2 separate regions of the Ovis aries genome follow, and region 2 is linked to region 1. The links are chromatin contacts, called in public Hi-C maps. All regions are on one chromosome and are shown on one strand. Each heading gives the region's core, a stretch centred on a gene start, on an enhancer-like site or on the middle of the called end of the contact. The rest is flanking DNA. Distances are from core to core; before and after follow the strand shown. Region 1 holds the start of CD24 (CD24 molecule). Region 2 overlaps RTN4IP1 (reticulon 4 interacting protein 1).

Region 1 (7,360 bases), core at 1,367-3,866:
CTTTATTAAGTAATAAGGAACCAAGGTACCTAACCCACTTTCTGTGATTATACTGACTTACTGGTGTTACAAATAGGCTTCTTCTACTTTCTCAAGAAGGGGGAGATTTTAAAGTTGCACTAATAATTTGGATTTTAAAACACGGTAATTCGAGACATATGTTTTGAGAATTGAATGTCTTCATGAATTCGCTGGGTAACTTTCACCTACCTGTTTAGTACAACTTTGCATTAAACTTAAGGGGCCCTGGGTATCTTATCTGCTCCTTTGAAGTCTGGAAATCATATACAGCCCTTCTCAAAAATGGCCACAATATTTGTCTTAAGTTGAAAAATATAACGAGCCTCTGCCTTAAGGCAAAATGATCTCACCCAAAGCATCATAAAGTCGGAATGACTTCACAACAGATGAGAAGGTTTGATGTTGTTTTCACAAGCAGCAGCCCTCCTGCCTGGTCACTAAGCCCAGCACTGTGGCCAAGGACCAAGGTCCCCCAGCACCCCAGTGCCTGAGTGGCATCATTCACCACACTATTTTTCAAGTCATAAAATGCACAGTCCAGCAGGGCACATGGTAATCTCTCCTTTGTCAGGGAACAAAGGCAGATGGGAGATTTCAGCTCTCACTGCAAGAGAGGGTTTTAAAGGGCTTCTGATTACAGCCGGGACAAGAACCTGGCACCAAGCAGGTCTGGGCCACATGTATGTTTGGCTACCTATTAATTCAAAGATAAAACCATGTTATCCTTTGTTGTAAATCCATAGAAAACCCAGCTTCTTTTGTTGTAAAACCCATAAGGACATTCAGCAAACATCGACTAGAAATTTTATAAAGCCTATCTAAAATAGACTAATTTTAAAAATCTCAATAAAATCAAATATATTTGGCACCTACCCAAAAGAGTATGCTACCAAGAAGAAAAGCACTCCCAGTAAAAGGAAAGCATTAATAATATAGGGAACAATATAAAACAGGGCTCCTTATTTGGGGGCAAGACCTGATTTGGGATCCCTGAAGGTAATCTCTTATCCAACAAAGCCTTGGTGCATCAGGTGAGTTTAAAAAAAAAACAAACCTGAGCCCAGTGCATCCATAGGAGAATCAAAGGGTCCTCTACACCAACGAAAAAAACTATGTTAATATATGAAATTGACAGTAAACATAAATTTCCCTACTAAGCTACCAAAGATTTATTTGCTTAACCTCAAACCCTCTGAAATTTAGGGGTATGGGACTGAATCTGGCTGGGAAAGGAGACGAGGCGGGGTGGGAGAGACCAGCTTTTCCAGTGGCCACGCCCCTCCCCCACCGAGGAATCGAGAAAGGCTCGGGAGAGCAGCCGACCCGCAAAACAATAGGGTACAGTTACCCGGTCCGCGGAGCGGAAGACGAGGAGCGCTCCTCTCTCAGGCTGCGCTCCCAGGTAAGCCCGGCGGCTGGATGTCTGGGGACCTGGCGCACCCAACTTTTTCGGAAGAAGTGCCCAGGGGACCCTCCTCAGAAAGCCCCAACGGAAGGCGATGGAGACCCCACCGCTGGGGCACCCCTACCTACCCTCCAAGTCCAAGCTACCGGAGACAAATGCCCCTTCTTGCCCTCCCAGCGCCCCCCACCTTCGGTCTCTCAGGCTCAGCCGCCGCTGGCCTCCCTCGCGGCCGCCGCGCACCCACCCGCCCGACACCGTGGGCAAGACGTGTTCCCGGGACAGAGGATCTGAGGAGGCCGCGGGGACAGGGACAAAGCCTGGCGGGGACTCGGGACCCAAATGTCCCATCGGCCGCCTGTCCAGAGAGAGCCAATCTGGCTAACAGAGGGTTCCGTTGGTGACCTGTAAGGTCGTGCCCAGGAGAGCACAGGGTCAGGAGAGGGTCCCCCCTAGACTTCAGCCCCGAACACGCGGGACTGAGGTGGGTTAACAGGGTCAGTGAATGGGGCTTGCTCGGGATCCACGAACTAGCTCTGAGTGGAGGATGGGCGAGAGCTGCGCCCCCCGAGGGGGATCTTCTTCTCTCTTTGTGTGATGCGCTAGGGGACGCGAAGACACTCGTACAGGGAAGCGGGGCGCTCGTGGGATCCGGGGACGACCTCCCCAAAGGGCCTGAGGTCTCTGGGTGCTCCAGGGGTGGGGGGCGCATTTTCTCCCGCTCTGCGTGAAAGCGGGCGGTGGGCGTCAGGCAGCCTGTGAAGGGCTGTGCGAAACCTGGGGTGGGGCAAGGTCCTCCTAGCCCACGCGTGGAGGTGCTTTGTTCTCGGGGCTGCCGAAAGGGTGGGGACAGCCTGCCAGGAAGTGGAAAGTGGGCTCCAAATTGCCGCCCCCTCTCGCCCCAGATCAGATTGTACTAGATTCTCTCTCCTAGTTCGGATCCACAACCGAAGGTGGGGGCGCAGACCGTTCCCTGGGGGCGGTCCCACCCGCCTCGGGCGCGGCCCCTGAGCCCCTGAGCCTCGCCGGGCGCCAGGACCTCACCTGCGTAGGTAAGAGCAGCGCCAGAAGCAGCAGCCCCAGTCCGAGCCTGGCTACGATCGCTCTCCCCATGTCCGCTCCGTCGGTGCGCAGCGCGTCTCGCTGGATTGCAGGGTGCCGAAGGACCGCTGGCGGGGTGCAGGCAAGGTGGGGAGCGCGGCCGGCGGGCGGGACCTTATATACCGGGCCAGCCACAATAGCCGTGACGTGGCGCCGCCCGCCCACCCGCGCTCCCCTCCTCCACCGCCGCCCCCAGCGCGCGCCCGCCGGCCGCCTCCCCTCCTCTCTGCCTCCCGGCCCCCGCTGGGTTCGCAGCGCCCTCTCCCTCCGCCGGCCCGGAGACCCCGGGGCGGCAGGTGGGCGGCCGGCGCCGCCGGCTCCCGGAGGGATGCTTTATGTTTTCCCCGGGCGGGCAGTGTGCAGGCTGGCGCAGGCCGCCCAGTGACTCCCACACAGGACCCGGGGCGAACTCGTGAGCCGCACACTCCGCTCCCAGGCCCGTGCCCAAGTTTCCTTTGTTTTCCCGGACCTGCCATCTTATCCCCCCAAAAGAAAAGTCTTCAGCCTCCCGCGCAACGCGCGGCCTCCAGTCCCGGCTCTAGCTGCTGCGCGGACCCCGACTTGGGTTTTCTCAAATCTCCGCCCCGTAGGAAAGGGGAATTTTCGCGCTTTGTGGGTGTCCCGGACCTGGCAAGGGGCACCGGGCGCCGGCAGGCGCGCGCCCTTCCCAGGCTGGCGGGTCGGGCTCGCAGGCGGCGCCCGCGCTCGGAGCACCGCGTGTGCTCTGCCCCTGGCTGGTCGCGCCCTCCCTTCCCCCCCCGCCACTCGCTTTGTTTTTGGAGCTCCTGGTGCTCGCCGGGCTGTGAGGGTTCCCTGGGGCATCCCACGTCCGCATCCTCCCGAGAGGTGGGGAGCCGCCCACCGGGGGCAGACTCGCTGCCCCGACACTGGCGACAACTGAGTTTTGGTTCTCGGCGCTCCTCCCTGCCGCCGCTGGCGGACAGGGGCGAAGAGACCGTGACCTGCCCTGACGGATGGTCCCCCTCCCCAGCCCTAAAGGCCCCTTCAGCCCTCCCCACGTGGCTTTGCTACTAGGTCCCACCCAGGGAGCGGGAACCTCCCTGGCGGTCCCTCTAGAATTCGCTGCCCCAGTGGAATTCCTGGGGACAGGCTTTTTTGGCCTCTGTTGCAACGCACTTGCTCGTTGTTATCTGTTTAAAGAGCAAAAGCTTTGGGGATAAGGCTATTACTTTTCCACAGCTGCCATTAGGCAGTTTAATGAACTGGCGCCTGTAGGAAATTAGTCCTTATTCTGCAGATTTGAGTAGAATATATTTTCCAACCATCCTACTGTGAAAACTTTCAGGCATACAGTGAAAAGTAGAAACTATTTTACTGGTGGACGTTTTAAATTTTAATTTGTAATTACGTTACTTAATCTTTTTTATTTAAAGTTTGCCCGACTGTTTTCCGGTCTTGGAAGCAGAGTCCAAACACAGTAAAGCTATTGTTGGTTAGTGGCTCAGTGCTGTCCGACTCTTTGCAACCCCATGGACTGTAGCTCGCCAGGCTCCTCTGTCCATGGGATTTTCTGGCAAGAATACTTAGGTGGGTTGCCCATTCCACCTCCAGGGGATCTTCCCGACCCAGGGATGAAACCGCATCTCCTGCTTGGCAGGCAGATTCTTTATGGCTGAGCCACCGGGAAGCAGTATGGCTGTAAATGTATTTAACTGGTACTTTTGCAGAACAGCCTAGTTAAACAAGGTTTGTTTTATGGGAGCAGAGTAGAAATGGAATCCACAGTAGCCTGTCTGTGACTGAATGGGCTTGTGCCCTACTGGCCAGTCACTTTAACTCAGTAACTTTCCACTTTAGTACATACTTGGGAACACAGGAATTTCTGTCCTGCACCAGCGGACTTTCCTGTTTTACAGTGTTATCACACTGTTTAGAAATAACCTGGTCTTTTCCAGGGCATGAATGGGCTGTGGCCCAGAAGTGCCTAGTCCCAAGGAAGGTCCCGTAAGTTCTTCAGAGAATGCTTGTTGAGCTAAATGGTGGTATTCACAGGATACATTAATTATTTTGTCCTTCATCTTCTTTTCCTATTCCTTCTTTCCTCCTCCTTCCTCCTCGTTACTGATTTCAAGAGATGAACTAATGGAGTGCTGAAGAAAAGACTCTAGAGCCAGCTCTCCTTGGTCCAAATCCTGGTTGTGCTACTTCTACCTGAGGCAAAAAGCCTCAGTTTCTTCATCTTTAAATTGGAGATAATGGAGACATTATTAAATTTATTAAAGGGTTATTGTGGGACTTGCCTAGCAGTCCCATGGCTAAGCCTCCACACTGCCAGTGCAGGAGGCCCAAGTTCAATTCCTAGTTAGGGAACTAGATCCCACATGCCCCAACTGGGAGTTCTCATGCCACGACTAAAAGATCCTGAGTGCCGCAACTAACAATCCCACATACCAGAACGAAGATCAAACTCCCATGTGCCGCAGCCAAAACCTGGCCCAGCCAAATCAATAAATAAATATTGAAGGGTTAGAACAGAGCCTGTCTTACACCGGGAGCTCTCAGGTAATGTTTGCTCCTGCCCTGAAGGTCCCAGGCACCTTCTTTGCTGCTGTATGATTCATGAAAGACATACCAAGCACCAAGAAGTACTTAAATCTGGCAAGGCGCCTCATCACCAGTTAATGATTACGCACAATTCACAAAGCCTTGAGCTGACATGTACATTTAGCAGGGTGCCTGGCACATAGTAAGGACTCACTAAGCTGCCACCTCTACTGCTCTAGGATCTAGTCATCATAATGTGGCTTTTGAAATCTTTCATTTGTTTAGCAATTTCTCTTTTTTTCAGCATCTTTGCAGGTGGTATTTTCTATGGGCACCTATGAGGTCAGTAAGGCAAACTTCATTTCTGAGGCACAGAGAAGTTAAGTTACTTACCCACAGCCACATAGCCAGTTTATAGTGCCTCACCTAAAGCCAGAACCAAGGTTTCCTGACCCAGGTCCCAAGTGTTTTCTGAGAGGCCCATCTCCCTTACCCCACATTCTCTTCGTTGAGCACTCAATCAATATTTACTGGCTGAATAGGGTAATATTAAGGGAGCAGATTAATTTTCTTTTTAAGGTAAAATAGTAATCCTAATTCTAGGGGGACAGAACATATTTGACATTTTCAGCATTTGTCAACAAAATGGATGTGAAATGTGATAGCAATTCCATGCATTTAATTTTGATGTATCCTGGTTTTTTTAGCTAAGCTTTTGTTCCACACCCAGGAACTCCAGCTGCGAGATGGCAGTGAAGGTAACCAAGTGAAGGAGCATTTTTGGTTGAGTAGGTTCCAAGTCCCCCTGCTAGAGTTTGTTCAATCAGCGGATGATGCAGCCGGACTCTCTGTGGGGACATGCTGCCCCCTACTGGTCATATACCAGAAAATAAAACCCCTCTGTTGTGCGAACTATAAAAGCCTTGAAATGTTGAAGCCTTGTAAAGCTAATAAACTTTACTAAAGAGCCTCTTGATGAAGGTGAAAGAATGAAAAAGTTGGCTTAAAACTCAACATTCAAAAAACTAAGATCATGGCATCTGGTTCCATTACTTCATGGCAAATAGATGGGGGGAAAGTGGAAACAGCGGCAGATTTTCTTGGGCTCCAAAATCACTGCAAACAGTGACTGTGGCCACAAAATTAAAAGACGCTTGCTCCTTGGAAGGAGAGCTATGACAAACCTAGACAGCATATTAAAAAACAAATGTCACTTTGATGACAAAGGTCTCTATAGTCAAAGCTATGGTTTTTCCAGTAGTCACGTATAGATGTGAGAGTTGGACAATAAAGAAGGCTGAGTGCTGAAGAAATGATGCTTTCAGACTGTGGTGCTGGAGAAGAGTCTTGAGAACCCCTTTGGACAGCAAGGAGAACCAACCAGTCCATCCTAAAGGAGATCAGTCCTGGGTGTTCATTGGAAGGAATGATGTTGAAGCTGAAGCTCCAGTACTTTGGCCATCTAATGCAGAGCTGACTCATTGGAAAAGACGCTGATGCTGGGAAAGACTGAGGGCAGGAGAAGTGGGTGACAGAGGATGAGATGGTTGGATGGCATCATCGACTCAATGGACATGAGTTTGAGCCAACTCTGGGAGATGGTGAAGGATAGAGAAACCTGGCATGCTGCAGTCCGTGGGGTTACACAACTGAGCAACTGAGCAACTGAGCAACAATCAGTCTCTTAGGCGAATCTGGTGTCTCCACTGTGGGGATAAGAATGTGAGAAAGCCAGTCTTCTCATCCATGCTGATGGGATTATGGAATGGAATTTTATATTTATCAATATTAAAAATATATGTCCCCTTACACCTAGCAGTTCTAATTTTAGGACCTTAGCCTACAGATATACTTACAGAAATGCAAAAGGGTATATTTTCAAGGATATTTTGCAGCATTGCTTTTAAGAGTAAAGCATTAGAAATCACCTAATTATCCACAGATAATGTCCCAACTAATGATAGTATATCCAAATATCACAAAATATTATAAATCATTTTTAAAAGCATAATATATAATACAAAGGAAAATATCCAAATAAATTGGATAAGTGAAAAAAAAAGTAATGTACAGAATAGTGTATATACTAGGGAACTGTGTTTTAGAAAGAGAGAAAGAAAAGGCTAGGCAGAAAGAAATTATTATTATTTCCAAAGGAATAGGCGAGAAATAGATAGTGGCACTTGCCACTGAGGAGGAAGCTGGCTGGTCAGGCCACAGAAGAAATAAGAGCCATTTTTCATTACACGCTGGTTTGTACTCCATTCACAAATAGGTAAAATTATTTAAATAAAGTAATGTCAATACATTCTGTGGCTGACTCCTATAAAG
Region 2 (7,360 bases), core at 2,349-4,848, 320 kb before region 1:
TAGATTCCACTTGCCCATTTATGCAAAAAAAAAAAAAAAAAAGGCAGCTGCTATTCTGATAAGATTGCATTGATTCCGTAGATATGAGTTCTACCATCTTTACACAGCATTTTGTCTATTGCATGTCTTATATATATTTTCGAACTAGCTTATCAATTTCTGCTGCTGCTGCTAAGTCACTTCAGTCGTGTCCGACTGTGCGACCCCAGAGATGGCAGCCAACCAGGCTCCGCCATCCTTGGGATTCTCCAGGCAAGAACACTGGAGTGGGTTGCCATTTCCTTCTCCAATGCAAGAAAGTGAGAAGTGAAAGTGAAGTCACTCAGTCGTGTCTGACTCTTAGTGACCCCATGGACTGCAGCCTACTAGGCTACTCTGTCCATAGGATTTTCCAGGCAAGAGTACTGGAGTGGGTTGCCATTGCCTTAACTGCAAACCTCAATCCATTTTCACTTGCCCATGGTCTTCCTCCCTGAAAGCTTTCCTCCATTTGTTATACAGGATGTCTATAAAACCAATTCATATATTAAACCACTGGAAAGGTTAATGCTTCCTTCTACCTTAGAAAATTTCCTTCTTAGAAGGGCAAGCTGAAATCACACTGAATGTAATTTCTCTCAGCTTTCAAGAAAAAGTAATCCACAAAATATAAATTTTTTAATTTATGAAAATAATAATCTTCCTAGTCAAAAGATAAATTGTCTTACCTGTATAGCAAAAGTACCAACTCCACCTGAAGCGCCCAGGATTAAAACACTGCAACACAAAAGAAACTATCATGAAGATACTAAGCCAACATAACTGAATAAACAAACAAGATGTTTTCAACATGTAACTGGCTCAAAGATAATCCCCAAAGCAAACATTCAGCTTCCCAAGATTCTATTACACAAGATTTTTATTTATCAGGTTCACCAAGAATCCATAAATGCTTAAAGTTAGACATACTATGAACTCTTTACCAAGAATACAAAATATCAAATACACCAACGATTTGTATTTTTAAAGTAGCTCAGATGGTTGTTGGTAACATTTGCCTTATAATTTTTCTAGGCTTAAATTACTATAGCTTTCTTTCTAAGAGCAAGCTTTGGGATCCTTTTCAGTGTGCTACAGAATATTCAGTTGCTCTCTAAGAAAAATCACATTCCTGACCACATTCTTGCCAAAGTGGAATAAACGTCTTTTGTTCAGACAAGTCCCATCACGCTCACCAGCTTTCATAAAGGGAAACCAATCTTATCTTCAGTTTGGTTTCTTGTTAAAGCGGATGAATCTGTTTTATCAGTGCAAACATGCTTGTGCTCCAGGTTTTCACCGTGTTTGCTTACTGTGTGTAGTCTTCCTGCCTCTCCAGATCAAGGGTGTGCAGCCTGGGGTTTGTGGATGAGTGCCGCTGAGGGCTGTGAGGGTGTGAACCCCCTGAAACTGTGAACTGACTCAAATAACATGCAAAGTTTGGTAAGACCACGCCTAAGTGCATTGGGGAGAAGGGGGATCCATCAGACTTATCACCAAGTTCCCAAAGAAGGTATGATTCAAAAGAGACTCACTAGTAAAGAATCACTGCTTTACATATTCTTACATTTCATTTTTGAATTAAGCTAGAGCTCCAGTGAACTCCCTTCCTCTGACTACAGAGATTCAAGTCCTCAGAAAACTGTAATGAATTGCACTTTGGTGTTCTGTTACCAGTCTAGGCTGAGAGACATTACAAAAAGTTACTATTTGATATCTGATACTGCATTAGCTAAGGGGATACTGTTGAGAGAATTCATGAGAATTGTGGAGTGCCATATGGAGTGCACACTGGAAAAAAAAAATTTTTTTTTCTGAAGACTAAGTTGTAACTGCAGGCTGTGGGTCCCTCTTTGACTCAGCTGTTGGAAAGCGCAGGGAACTCTGTCACCTACCTCAAGCAGGGACACCCGATCTTGGAACAGACATTGTGTTTATAATCTTAACTCTACTTTTATTTTTTTCTCTCTTACCCAAATCACAGAAGGCTGACTGTCACCCTTTGGATCTTAGAAGTTACTGGTAATATTTTTCATTCAGCTACTCCTTTTGAAACTAACACCATCGAATGTAATTAAGACAAGTCTCTTTGGAAACGATACTCCTTTTAGAAGAGTTACTTTTAATTTCACAGAATTATAAATTGTAAAGAATAAAAAAAATTTAAAGATACACTCTTCCAAAAATCCTTCAATTCACACATTTAATAGCCTTAATGCTTCCTAAATGGTGGGGGGGGGGGGGAGACTGCTTCACAGATACATCCAACAATTAGTTCATCCATGGAATATTTTACCCTCTCATTTTGGAAATATAAGTTTGGTCAAACTCTCATTTAAGTTCTTCACAATCTTATCTTTTTGCAACTCTGATTTCCTCTCAACTACTTCTACAACAGACTCTCCACCTGAGCCTCCCTGGTCCCCTTGCCTGTACCCCAAGTCCCATGCATGCTGGCCCAGGTCTCAGGCTCTCAAATGCCTTCACTGCCTACTGAGATCTCCCTATCTGCAAAGGCTCACAGTTTGTGAACAATACCTCAGAGATAGCCCTGAGCCTGATGTCCACGCTGCGCGTGGCATCTCTTAACTTTCATTCATATGCTTGCTACCCAAGCCATTCTGCAAGCCTCAAGGACAGAGACTTATATATGCCCAGCACTAGCCGTACTACCCTCGGTATAGCAGATGCCTGATCCATGTTACTTGACTTTAAAATCATCGGACTTCCCTGGTGGTCCAGAGGTTAACAATCTGCCTGCCAACGCAGGGGACACAGGTTCAATCCCTGGTCCAGGAAGATTCCACATATCATGGGGCAATTAAGCCTGTGTGCCATAGCTACTGAGCCTGTGCTCCACAGTGAGAAGCTTGTGAATTGCAACTAGAGTAGCCTCCACTCTCCACAACTAGAGAAAGCCCGCGCTCAGCCATGAAAACCCAACACAGCCAAAAATAAAAATATAAATTATTTTTAAAAAATCATTTAAATCAGCATTATATCTGACAATTAACAACAACTGCTACTACCCTAAATGTGGGAGTCACCTGGCTATTTGAAAAATTGCATTAAAGTTTCTTCCAATAAAGAAAAGCTTGAAATGAATTTCTAGTTCTCGCCCTAAGAATGCTGGATTAAGAGGATACCAAGTACAATGGCTTCCCTTGTGGTTCAGTCGGTGAAGAATCTGCCTGCAATGCTGGACACCTGGGTTCGATCCCTGGGTTGGGAAGATCCCCTGGAGAAGGAAAAGGCTACCCACTCCAGTATTCTGGCCTGGAGAATTCCACAGACCGTAGAGGCCATGGGGTCACAAAGAGTTGGGACACGACTGAGCGACTTTTACACACACACACACACAAATACAATGGCTGCTCAGGGAACCAATGGCCGGACACATCTCCAGCCTCACTGCTCTTAGATCATAGCTTCCCCCCCCCCCCCCCCCCCATACCTCTTAATCCAAAACAGTCTCACTCCTCCATATAAAAAAGCAAAACCGTGTTTCTCAGTGGTGCTTGGTGGAAGAGGGTGTGGTTCTGCGTTAGCAGCTTCAGTTCCTGATACTGCCACTTGATGGCGCCCGTGAGCGCAGAACAGGCAAAGAACAAGCCCAATTGCTACAGACCAATGGTCTCTGTGTGAAGCGGCCTGGGGACACACCATTCTCTGGTCCTGCTAGCTCCATGTTTTGTGCAGGCTGAACCAGGGCCTGTACTTTTCTTTAAACAAGGAAAGTCCTCAGATTGGAAAGCAGGCAAATTTATTTTCAAGCCAACAGTAAGTCAGCTAGTACTCTGTGGTTTGAAGCCCTACAACTGAACAAACTCTTCTTGTACTCTTCAAAGCACTTTCAATAAAAAGGGAAAATCCTGCTGTCCCTTATCCCCAGCAGCCCTTCACTTCAGTGCTATAGAGTGGGAGTACTTTCTACCCAGCTGCAGTAATAGTCACCAGAACACTGAGACTTCAGCTGCAGTAACAGCCACAAGATACATTCAGACTTCACTGAAGCAGAAGCCCATTTGTCATGGTAAAGAAAAGTGTGCTTGTATTGCTTGTTGGTTTATAAGCAGCAAGTACCCAGGAAATATACTCTTTGCAAAAAGCACTACAATTCAAAATTGCCAATAATTTCAATCACATTCCTCTCTTACTAAGTCCATTTGCCCAGCTTCTTTTGAAGTCAGTGGGAACTGAACTGTGGCAAATATAAAAATATGGGGGAAGAAAATATGAATAATTATTAAGCTTCTAATGCACTTTAAACCCTAGATTCTCATTTTCCTCTGTCATTTCTGCCCATCTTTCTGCCCTCCCTAAACATACGTTGAGGCACTAAGGCAATGCCAACTTCTTTACGTGACCGAGTCACTCTATTCAGCATCTGGGCACCTAAGGCCTCTACAGTCACATTTTCAGTATCACAACCTTACAAGACATGGCATCCACACCCTAATTGCCTTACAAATAAAAAATACATGAAACACACTACAAAACAGCAGGCGATCCAGAAGTAGGGAATTGCCTTTCAAATTTCTATATTCTGGCCTAAGCCCCAGAAGTCTTCAAATGCCAGGGTGGGGTATCTAGAGACCCGGGGTCAAGTCCCCATGCTCTCATTAACTGAATCTCTAGGCCTCAGATGCATCTGCAGTGAACGATAATCACAGAGGTGTACTCCAGGAGTTAATGAATAAGAACTGGCATTTTCAATCTAAGTTAAGCTTATATTTAGTTTCTTCACCTTTCTAACAGAGAACTATATGATCGTCACGACTGCTCTCCCCAGACCACATACTTGTCATAATGCAAATAAAAATAAAAGTCACATCACGAGAGCAGAGTACCCTTCATTAAATCCTAATGGCTCGGAAACAGAGCTGATTTAAATATGGCTAAATCTTCCATCCGTAGAAACAAGAGGTCTTTAAAAAAATAAGGATGAGACTGAAAACACATAAACTCTTTTTAGTTTGACCCAGAACTCTTAAATCTGGGGGGCGGGGGCAAATGGGTGAAAGAAAGCGTATCATAATATGCTAAATTTATTCCCTTAAGTAAGTGAGAAACAACTTGAATAAGGAAAAAAGAGCTACAAAACAAATCAACCAAGCACGACCAAGACAGTCTGGGTTTGTGTGTCCCCTCCTTCCAAGCCTCCCTAATTCATGCAGACATTCCCCAACTTACAGAAGAGTTCATGTGTAAATTAGCTGTTTGGAACTTTAAACACATTTTCCCATGAAAACAAAGCTACTTATACATCTTGGCAAGATGCCCAGGGTAGCCCTTTAAAAAGGTTTAGTTAACCCCATAATGGACCAAAAACCTCATAACAATGGTTCTATGAGACGTGTATTCAGAATTTCAAATGTGTGTACTGGGAACACAGCTCCCCAAACAGGACAGGCATTGGGAACCGTCCCAAGACATTGATTCCTTCCATCTGGTGCCAAACAGAAGGAGTAAGATGGAGGGAAGGATCGTTTGGGGTGGCGCCACGAGAATGGTTGAGAGGAGGATCTTCCCTGGAACTCACAGGGTTCAGGACATGCCGCCCCCAAACACAGCACCTTGGCAGATTGAATATTTTACGCTGAAGGAATGTGAGAAATAGCAAATGCGGGAAGGACTCTCTGACCTTCTTCAATGAAGCTGGCCACAAGACCCTCGGTAGAGGTTTGCACCCTGTGCCCAGGGGAAAACAGCATCTGATCTCCAGAACCAGATGAAGTGGGGAGCCAGAAAAAACTGGCCTTGCGGAGTTTTCTCATTTTACTACATGTAGCACATATATTTGTCCTAGAACATTTTCTCTACTCTGGAAAGGTAGCACAAAAGTGCCCAGGTGTAAAAATCGAAACAGACATACAGAGAGCAAACGGGTCTCAGTAATTACCAGGTTCAAGCCCTGGGTCAGGAAGATCCCCTGGAGAAGGAAACGGCAACCCACTCCAATATTCTTGCCTGGAGAATTCCATGGACAGGAGTCCATGGGGTTGCAAAGAATCAGACACCACTGAGTGACTAACACTTTCACTTTCAAGGGAACAAAAGAATACAGAAATAACTCTTATCAGGCAAGAAAGGTAACAGCAGCAAGAAAGTGAAAGTGAAGTTTCTCAGTCCTGTCCTACTCTTTGCGATCCCATGGACTGTAGCCCACCAGGCTCCTCCACCCCTGCAATTTTCTAGGCAAGAATACTGGAGTGGGTTGCCATTTCCTTCTCCAGGGGATCTTCCCAACACAGGGATTGAACCTGGGTCTCCCCCATTCTGGGCAGACGCTTTATCACCTGAGCCACCAGGGGAATCCCATGGAATAACAGCAAAGATAATGTCAACTGCTGTTGTTGTTTACAATGTCATAGGTAAAGACTCCCAGTTGTTTCAGTGATAAAGATTAGCCCAAAGAGCTTAACTACCACAGGATGAGATGGCTGGATGGCATCAGTGACACAATGGACATGAGTTTGAGCATGCTCCGGGAGTTGGTGATGGACAGGGAAGCCTGGCATGCTGCAGTCCATGGGGTCACAAAAGTAGGTCATGACTGAGCGACTGAACTGAAGGAATGATGATATCGACCTTTTCTGGCTCTTGTGATCGTACTCAATCAGGGCTTCCAAGGCCAAGTCACTACATGAATATGCACATTCTCTTAGCTTAAAACTTTTCCAAAACTTTTCCAATTTTGTTTGTGATCAGTTCACCTCAGTTCAGTTCAGCTGCTCAGTCTTGTCTGATTCTTTGCAACCCTATGGACCCTAGCATGCCAGGCCTCCGTCCATCACCAACTCCCAACTTTACTCAAACTCATGTCCATTGACTCGGTGATACCATCCAACCATCTCATCCTCTGTTGTCCCCTTATCCTCTTGCCTTCAATCTTTCCCAGAATAGGAGTCTTTTCAAATGAGTCAGCTCTTTGCATCAGGTGGCCAAAGTATTGGAGTTTCAGCTTCAACATCAGTCCTTCCAATAGACACTCAAGACCAATCTCCTTTAGGATGGACTGATTAGATCTCCTTGCAGTTCAACGGACTCCCAAGAGCCTTCTTCAACACCACAGTTCAAAAGAATCAACTCTTTGGTGCTCAGCTTTCTTTACAGTCAAACTCTCACATCCATACATGACTTATGGAAAAACCATAGCCTCGACTAGACAGACCTTTGTTGGCAAAGTAACATCTCTGCTTTTTAATATGCTATCTAGGTTGGTCATAATTTCCTTCCAAAGAGTAAGTGTCTTTTAATTTCATGGCTGCAGTCACCATCTGTAGTGATTTTGGAGCCCCCCAAAATAAAGTCTGTCACTGTTTTCACCGTTTCCCTACCT

What was found. A called contact is a pair of places that touch in the nucleus more often than the background predicts.
Region 2: a contact with region 1 is called in a Hi-C map of skin fibroblasts, with 3 times the contacts expected there. The contact joins the enhancer-like site here to the promoter of CD24 in region 1. A contact is called at or near these places in 12 of 16 Hi-C or Micro-C datasets (blood, hypothalamus, liver and 5 more).

Annotation. Positions count from the first base shown.
Region 1 is chr8:30,318,053-30,325,412 of ARS-UI_Ramb_v3.0, reverse strand. CD24 (CD24 molecule) reads right to left here and starts at 2,616. Exons shown (of 2, transcript XM_004011234.6): 1 at 2,468-2,616. The coding sequence starts at 2,536.
Region 2 is chr8:30,642,504-30,649,863 of ARS-UI_Ramb_v3.0, reverse strand. RTN4IP1 (reticulon 4 interacting protein 1) reads right to left here. Exons shown (of 9, transcript XM_060419528.1): 5 at 708-756. Among named protein-coding and RNA genes, the nearest start is that of QRSL1, 26 kb to the right of the region's middle. Within about 2 kb of position 3,598, at least 4 of the 54 cell types and tissues checked have an H3K27ac peak or open chromatin away from gene starts, as enhancers often do.